Regions from separate parts of the Cricetulus griseus genome. Here region 2 is linked to region 1. Evidence: chromatin contacts called from public Hi-C data. All regions are on one chromosome and are shown on one strand. Each heading gives the region's core, a stretch centred on a gene start, on an enhancer-like site or on the middle of the called end of the contact. The rest is flanking DNA. Distances are from core to core; before and after follow the strand shown. Region 1 has its middle 61 kb from the start of Plcxd2. Region 2 holds the start of Phldb2 (pleckstrin homology-like domain family B member 2).

What was found. Hi-C and Micro-C count contacts between places; a contact is called where the count stands out from the background.
Region 2: a contact with region 1 is called in a Hi-C map of the CHO-K1 cell line, with 4 times the contacts expected there. The contact joins the promoter of Phldb2 here to the enhancer-like site in region 1. A contact is called at or near these places in 4 of 8 Hi-C or Micro-C datasets (the CHK-Q cell line, the CHO-K1 cell line and fibroblasts).

The regions. Positions count from the first base shown.
Region 1 is chr4:44,641,811-44,645,962 of CriGri-PICRH-1.0, forward strand. No RefSeq gene overlaps it. Among named protein-coding and RNA genes, the nearest start is that of Plcxd2, 61 kb to the left of the region's middle. Within about 2 kb of position 2,216, at least 1 of the 6 cell types and tissues checked has open chromatin away from gene starts, as enhancers often do.
Region 2 is chr4:44,756,589-44,760,740 of CriGri-PICRH-1.0, forward strand. It overlaps Phldb2 (pleckstrin homology-like domain family B member 2), which reads left to right and starts at 2,130. Exons shown (of 20, transcript XM_035444527.1): 1 at 2,130-2,148. LOC103160595 (a long non-coding RNA gene) reads right to left here and starts at 2,184. Exons shown (of 3, transcript XR_003484828.2): 1 at 1,628-2,184; 2 at 1,265-1,471; 3 at 263-593.

The DNA of each region.
Region 1 (4,152 bases), core at 966-3,465:
CTCTGGCATTACATAGCCTCTTGTTTTGACCTCTCATGATTATATAAGATTCCACTTAAATAAATTACAATAATCTTCCATCTCAAGATCCTTAATCTATAAGGCCACACCTTTTTCCTAAAGACATATAAGCAGTTGGCTGCTGAGAGATGAGAGGCATTTTCTTCAATGGTGCAGTTACTGGTGAGTTGTCCATGTTCCTATAAGTAACTCTAATTAAATTAATTGACACGCGAAACACACACACACTCAACAAAATCAAGTTTGCAAAGTCTGGGTTTTTTTGTTTGTTTGGTTTTTTTGTTTGTTTGTTTGTTTTCCATGTATGGTAACATATTCACAGGTTCTGAGAACCAGGCCTGGATACCCTCAGGAGATATTAGCCCAGTCTGTTTTGGACTGTGTCATGGGAAGATTACCGCTGGCCTTGCTTTCAGAGCAGATCTGGTTCTAATCCCAGTTTTAGCACTGCCTGCTGGTTGTGTTCCCCTAGCTCCATTGAGCCTCTGCTCCTTTCACCATAAAATGGTGGTAAAATATGTGGTAATATATCTAACATATATCACATTTTCAATACATACAGCCCTATTTCTTCACAGAACTGTAAGGCAATTCTCAAATTTAAAAAAAAAGTCAAAGAAGAAATCCTACTACTAAATTAGAGGTTTAATAAAAGATCCTCCAGATTCCTTCCTGAAGCTTTCCTTTCTCAGGTAGATTTTTCTTGAGGCCTCTTACCATGAAGTGACAAGGTAATCACTTCATGAATAGTCAACGGCTATTAGGATCTGCTTTCTGTCACCACTTCCCAGTCCTGCTCTCTGGTTATGTCACCCAGCTCACTGGTTGAATCTGAGTAGGCCTGGTGTGTATTGATTGGTTAGGTCTGCAGCCAAGACCAACAGAGTCCTTCCTTCACATCTGTTCACACTCCTGACCAAAAGCAAGTTGCTACCTGTGACCAGCAAGGAAGACAACAGGGGCACATCGCTTTCTTGCCTGGAAGAGTGGAAACCTGTGTGGATGCTTCTTGTCCCAGCCTTGGACTCCAGCTGAGCAGAGAAGCTGGGAAAGACTTTGGACAAGAAAGCAGCAGCAGCGGAGGTAGGTAACCTACTCAGCCATTGCTCCTTCTCTCAAGATCACAGAGCAAACACCTTGCCTCACCTCGTGACTAGGATGTCTTGGACAATGGCCTCCTGAAGGAGAGGTGTAGATATCAGTGTGGGACAGCATAATTCAGTTACTTGTCCTTTAGCATATTCTGGAAAGCCTGCTGTATTTCCTTCCCTCTTCTCTCCTCTGTGAGTCATTGATTGCTCCGTGTTTCACGTTTCGCTGAGACGTATTTTCATCTTTCATCATAGGATATGGTATTTGTGATCATTGACAAGTTCTCATTGATGGTAGTTCCACCAGCACAGCCCTCTGCTCCAGAACTTTACTTCCATGCTTCATTCTACTTACAGATATACCAGAGGGATGGTGCATGTAATTCTGAGGGATATACTGTTCATTAAGAGGGCTGTTATCTCCAAGTGACAGGATTTCTCAGAAAAATTACATGTGTTTTCCTGCTTTGGATGCTAAGGGGTTAAAAAGTCCTCAAATTCCTGGAGCAGAATCAAGTGTGTTTACTTAAGCTTGTCACATGGCAGCCTGTCAATCATTTACTGACTCAGTGCTGTCTCCTACCTTTAAACAAGACCACCAAAGTCCTTGCCTAACAGAGTGCCCAACCCATAGAACACACGCACTGTTATATAGAAGGTATGGTCTGACACCAGAACCCATAGGGCTTTTTAACACCTAAAAGACATGATTCTTTCCAGAGCAGTAAGCACCCCAAGGCCCCTGTCGGCTCAGTGATTCATTAACTCTATCAAGACTCACACACAGACCTGAAGCCTAGTTTCACCTCAAGCACAGGAGGTTGTGGCTTTGTAAAGAGCCTCATCTGTCACTACCCAGGAAAGATAGTCTAATGATCCAACAAGATATTAACTGATTCTTGGAATAGAACAATATTTATAGCAATAATGGGGAGGAGGTAGAGACTCCCTCAATTGTACGCATTCCAGAAACAATATTTTTAACAAATATAACCCACTCTTCTTTAGTCTGACTGTAACTCCACTAGTTGCAGAAGTGGCATATTGCTGCTGGGCAGACCTGTAATGATTTCCACCTCTGATAATTATTAGTCAAGTGGTTAGAGGTAGGGGGCCCTGATTCTTCTGAACTCCATTTAGGGAACAGATTGGGCCATGCACTAAACAAAGTAATGTGTGATACTCATTTGGTCAATCATTTACGGCTACAATGTGAATCCCCTCAGGTGAAGTTGGTGACTTGAATTTTTAGTGGCCTTGATGGTTAATTAGATGCAGGAATTGAGACCATTGCAGACATTAAACCCAACTTGGGATTTGGAGAAAGCCTGAGCTACCTCCCAGGGACATCTTGGATAATGATGAACTGAATTCCATGATGATGCCCTGCAAAATGTTAAATGCATCTCTAGTGACAACCTCCAATGTGTCTATAAATAACACAAGTGACAGAGGCAGGTTTGAAGAAGGCATAGGCTTCAGGGCATTCAAATATACTGGCTACATTTACCCACAGTGCTGTAGGCTGCCTTCCAGGACTTCTGTGACCTTTCAGTGTAGCATTGAGCTCATACTGGAAGGTCAGTGAGGTAGATCTGGATTTTCTGTACGTTGGATATTAGCAAGGGGGAGATTGTTGTTGAGAGTGAGTGAATAGGATAGGCACTGTCATTCTTTTCACACATTAGGAAGTTAGAACCATGGAAGTTAATTGATTTTTCCATGGTAATTCTGTGGTCAGAAGTGGAGCCAGGATTGGATTCACTTCTGCCTTGTTCTCAATCTTTCTGGTGAGTCATAGAGTTGAGCACACAGAGTAGCATAATCTAGAGAGTCAAGCCAGCATGGTAAACAATGCTCACCGACACAGCCTATGCACTGGTCCCTGGTTGTACACTTCCTGAGATCAGTTGGGTGCCACTACAACCAAAAGGTCCAAGCAGTGAACTACACACTTCTTTAATGGGAGGTAAAGGAAGAAATATGCAGGGAGCAAAAGGAAGTATGGCCTAGTGAACTCGGTTCATCCTGAAGTTAGGACTCAGCCCCTTTCATTTCATGCCCTTCAAACCCATGGTCCCTAATGGAAATGTAAAACAAGAAGATGAATTGATGTCACCACATCTCTGGGAACTCAAGAGTTTACCAGCTTATGCATCCAAGCTAATGTCCACTCACCTAAATCCAAGGGATTTAGTAGAACAAGGCTTTAGGCAGGAACAATCAGCAACCTGTTCTATCAAAGCTCCAATATCTACAACTACACAGACCCATGTGGGCTTGGGGTCTGAGTCAATTGTTGTTAAGAAGGAATTGAGTAGTTTACAGCAACAAGCCTCCCTTTACTCTCCAATCCCTGGTTCTGTTAACCTCATATTTATCTTAAAAATTCAGTTAACTGTCTGGCACAAATTCCAAGGCAGCCAAAATTCCCAGTATTTACATGATTAATATAAAGACAAGCCATCATGAAATGTGGTCAGGTAAACATTGTTGAACAAAGGGTTTCTTCTTTTTGCTGGCCTGTCCATGCACAGCTCAAGAATATGACAACAAAGGCCTTACAGCTAATCATTTGTTTGTGAATCACCATGGCCACCTCCTTAGTCAGTTGGCCCCATGTGAACCTTAACTCCTGTGCTGTCATTCTTACCTAAAACCTCAGAAAAGTCAGAGGAAGCCAAAGGAGGAGGACAATGTCTCAGAATACTTGTCCACCTATTAAACAGTAGATGGAGAAATGATAAGATGTCATTTACTAACCTTGTTTATTAGCTCTAATAAAACAACCTGTATGACTTGCCCATGTCACAGATTCATGAACTTGAGGTGTCCTTTGAGTTAGGATGTATCTGGTCTGAAAGCCCATATTCTGTACTACTGCTCTGGGAAAGAAATGTACACAATAGGAGCTATGCTCTGTCCATTGCCAGCATAAAGGGGTGAAGAGTCCTTTTCAAAAGCATTTACTTGGCTCCTCAGAGATGATATTTGTTCCCCTTCTCTATCCTCCATCAAATATTTTTGACCATGTAGAGGT
Region 2 (4,152 bases), core at 880-3,379, 110 kb after region 1:
CATCTCCCATAGAGTCGTCCTCTTTGCCTAACCTCTCTGGAGCTGTGGGCTATAGTTTGATTATCATTTTTAACAGCTAATATTCACTTATGAGTGAGTACATACTATGTTTGTCTTTCTGGGTCTGGGTTACCTCACTCAGGGTGATTTTTGTTTTCTGGTTCCATCCATTTGCCTGCAAATGTTTTTGTTTTGTTTTGTTTTAGCATCTGAGTAATACTGCATTGTATAAATGTACCACATTTTCTTTATTCATTCATTGGTTGAGGACATCTAGGTTGTTTCCAGTTTCTGGCTATTATGAATAATGCTGCAATGAACATAGCTGAGCAAGTATCTCTGTGGTAGGATGGAGTGTCCTTTAGTTATGTGCCCAAGAGTGGCATCGCTGGATTTTATGGTAAATGGATTCACAGTTTTCTGAGGAACTGCCATTTTGGTTTCAATAGTCAGCCTTTGGTGTTTTGAGTCAGGTCTTCACTATGTATCTCAGGCTGGTCCCAACTTGTTATGAGGCCCAAGCTTGCCTGGAATTCTTGATCCTCTTGCATCAGCTTCTCAAGCGCTGGGATTATTGTCATGTTCCACCATACCTGTGAAGGAGCAATCTTTCATTTGAGTGGTTCAAGCTCAAGGGGACACAATAAAGGCAACTTCTGACTGGAGTGTGATAAGGCAGAAAGTGGAGACAGCGTTTCTCATTTCTTGAAGGTGTTTTGTTATACTTAAGCAGTAATATAATTGGAAGGTAAGCAGAATCAAGAATGTCTTTATTTTTATTGAGATTTGGTAAGGGATTTGAAGTTGATGGAGATGAGGGGAAGGACAGTGTGTAACTCGTGAATTTATTATTGTGGTGCAAATCCTACCGGGGTAGTGGGCGGAGAACACTCAAAAATGCAAACCATTTTTTATAGGAATGGCTACAGCAGAAATTACAAGTCAAACTTTAGGGGCTGGCAAGGTTGTTAATCTGCTAAGAGCTGTACCACTCTTGTAGAGGATCAAGTTTGGCTGTGAAAACCCACGTTGTTTCTGCCCCGCCCCCCTCCATTCACGTGCACATACAGGCACAAAAACACACATACATATACATAGTAAAATATATTTAATTTTAAAAGTCAGACTTTTACTTACACAAATGCAACATTTTAAATAAGCATTTTGTTACATGAGTTTACTCACAGCTCCAGGCATTTTGCATAGATGAAGCAGAGGCTGCCTTGCTGTGCACCAGCACCACCGGTACCTCTGTTGTACCAACCTTAGAGACATCCTTGCTGGTAGCAACTGTCCCAGGCTACGTTGCTATTAATTAAAGAGCTTGCTGGTCCTTGCGCTTTCCTTATGCTGTGCGTTCCTCCAGGGTTGTTGTCTTTCATCACTGTAACCCCACTGGGCCAGAACTTTGCAGGCAATCCCATCTGGGCGTGTCAAGATGGACTGTGGGTCGTCCTCCCCAGTCCATTTCCTAGCCTCCCAAGGAAGCAATAGTGAAAAAAGTCCACATTAGTATAGTTTTCACTGGTTATGTTAAATTTATGGAAAACATCGAACCGTTTATGAGACACCATTCCAAGGAAATCGGTGTCACAGAGTTTTAAAGTCTTCTCATTCCTGCCCTTACCCCAGGCGTCGCCCTGCTGTTTGGCACAACTGCTTTCCTGACGCATCAGGTAAACCTGCCCCGGGGAGAACAGTGTGTGGCAGAGGTGCGGTCCCCTGGAGTTTCCCAGAGCAGAAACTTCATCATGGGGAAGAAACCTCCACCCGAGGACGTGTGTTCTCCTGTCCCATTTCCACCTTCTTTTAAAAAAAGAAAAGAAAAGAAAAATCCAGTCACAAAGGTTTCTACTACATTGCTGCGAACACAGCTTTGAGAAGGTGGGGCAGGGTGATGAGTAGCCAGGCACTTCAGCAGCACTAAAAGCAGGAGCAACTTAGCTGCCTAGGAGCCGGAAGGCGCCCTGACTTCACAGCTGGAACTCCAAGGACCCGCTGCTGTGATTCGGGAGGGGGTCGGGACCAGGGACCGAGCTTGGTGGAGTCCACCATCGTGGTCCGAGGGGCGCCGCTGAGTGTGGCACGGAGCAAAGCGGTGTGTCTGCCTTAGGTGGCCACGGGCACCCAGCCGCCTCGTCACCCTAGGTGAGTAGAGGGCTACCGTGGTCCTGGAGGAGCGGACTGAGCTGCTTTTGCGAACCCTGGCGGCTGCCTGGGGACACAGCGTCCCCCGCACTCGAGTTGGTAGCCGCCGGTCGCGCTGGGGAGGTCGGGGGCGGAGAGGAGGCGGTGGCCGCCCCCACCGGGAGGGGCGCCCAGAGTGCGCGGTGCGCGGCCTCAGGGACTGGCTGGCTGCAAGGCTGTGGCGGCTGCGGCGGCTGCGGTGGCTGCGGGAACCCGGACTAGGACCGCAGGGAAGGAGGGCGGGAGCGAGGGCCAGGCCCAAGGGCAGCGGGACCTGTGAAGAAAGCTGCGACTACAGAGAAAGATGAGCTGGTGAGTGGGCGCCTTGGGCGCAGGTTTTCTTTGCGTCCCTTGCAGGCTGTAGGGACAAAAGCCTGGGCAGGGGTCTGGAGAGCCCGAACCGTACCACCCTAGGATACTCTGCCCTCCTTATGCATGACGATGTCGGGTAGAGGGCTCGTGGGGAAGGGGTGCTCAGTACGGTGACGCCTCTAGAGTGGTTGAGGCGAAAAGGCAGGATTTAATTAAGGGTCTCTAAGGCAACTTTCGCGGAAACTTGCTTAAGCAGAGATCTAGACCCCAGGAAAAGAGAAGGTCCACAGCTGGATCCTGAGGAATATGGGGTTCCGAGAGGATCTTTTTGAATTAGGCTTCTAGATGTACTTTGTTTCCAGAGTGAGGCTGCAGGGTGAGCCTCCGGACCCAGATTCTCACCAGGAGTCCTTGATTGCGATTCAGCTATAGTTTCCCTAAACGTAGATGGTATAGTGTTCCCTTCGCCCTTAGTGATGGCAGCTCCAAATCATGGGATCCTTTCGACCCTGTTTCACAAGCTCCCTACACTGCGAGGAGCAGTTGAACTGTTCTTGGTGCGCTCAGTAACTTTGCCCCAGCTATCAGCACTTGAAGCCCCAAGGACCTGGCTAACTCCCGCCACCACCAGGAAATTAAAAGGCTGACGGGCTGTCCCTTCCCGGATTGGGATTTCCTGTTTGGAAAAGCTTTACAATTCCAACCTCCTTCCAGCGGTTCCTCTTTTACCTTTCTCACTTAAAAGAGGGAAGACTCCTGCAGCCTTTTATGTGGACCGGCTAGGGCTGGAAATCCTTTAGCTCGGCCCAGCCCTCTTCCCTGGAAGTCTTCCTTTTGTGGTTCTGAAATAACTCGAGCTTTGGGATGCACAACTAGTCACAGCCCGGCGCAGCTGTGAGGGGTCTAGAAGAGACATAAAATGTGGAGTCCGTTAGTATAAATATCTGCCAGCCGCATTTCCTTCCAGAATATGAATGTGTAAGTTACAGATGTAAATTTTCAACTATGATGCTTGTAACTAGGCTCCCAACGTGGGCTTAATTTGGACGTTTGAGATTTTTTTCTTTGGGCTTCAAACGTTTGAATTTAGCTGGGAGCCTCCAAATATGGTTCACAGTTCCACAGGGTTAAACTTTTGCCCTTGGATCACTTGAATTCTTTGTTCCTGGTAGGATAGCAACAGAGTAGTTGGATTTGGGATAAATAAACCTTGAGAGTAGCCCACTATTTTAACAGAATATGCCTGGTGCCGTTGGCTTCAATTGTGTAAATATTTATTTGAATAAAGAGCTAAGATTCTCTGAAAAGTAGCAGTTGTATCTTTCGAGGTTCCCTTTTCCTATCTCGGACTTAGTTGTTTAAAAGGTTTTTATTTATTTATTTTTCCTGATAAATTCATTGTGTAACTTAAACATAACGCATAATTAAGAAACTCGGTACAGGGTCTCCAAACTTTGACAAAGGGAGGAGAGTTGAGTTTTTGCTTTCAGTTAATGTAGCTTTTACTCCTGAGGCAGGGAAGTTTGCAAATCCTAGCTCTCTCACAAACGGCAAAATGAGATGTTTGGTTAAGAGCCGTCATCATTGTCAATTTTCAGGCTGGTTCTCTGCAGCTGGCAGCTGCTGTTCTTTTGGGGTGAGAATGACTGCAGA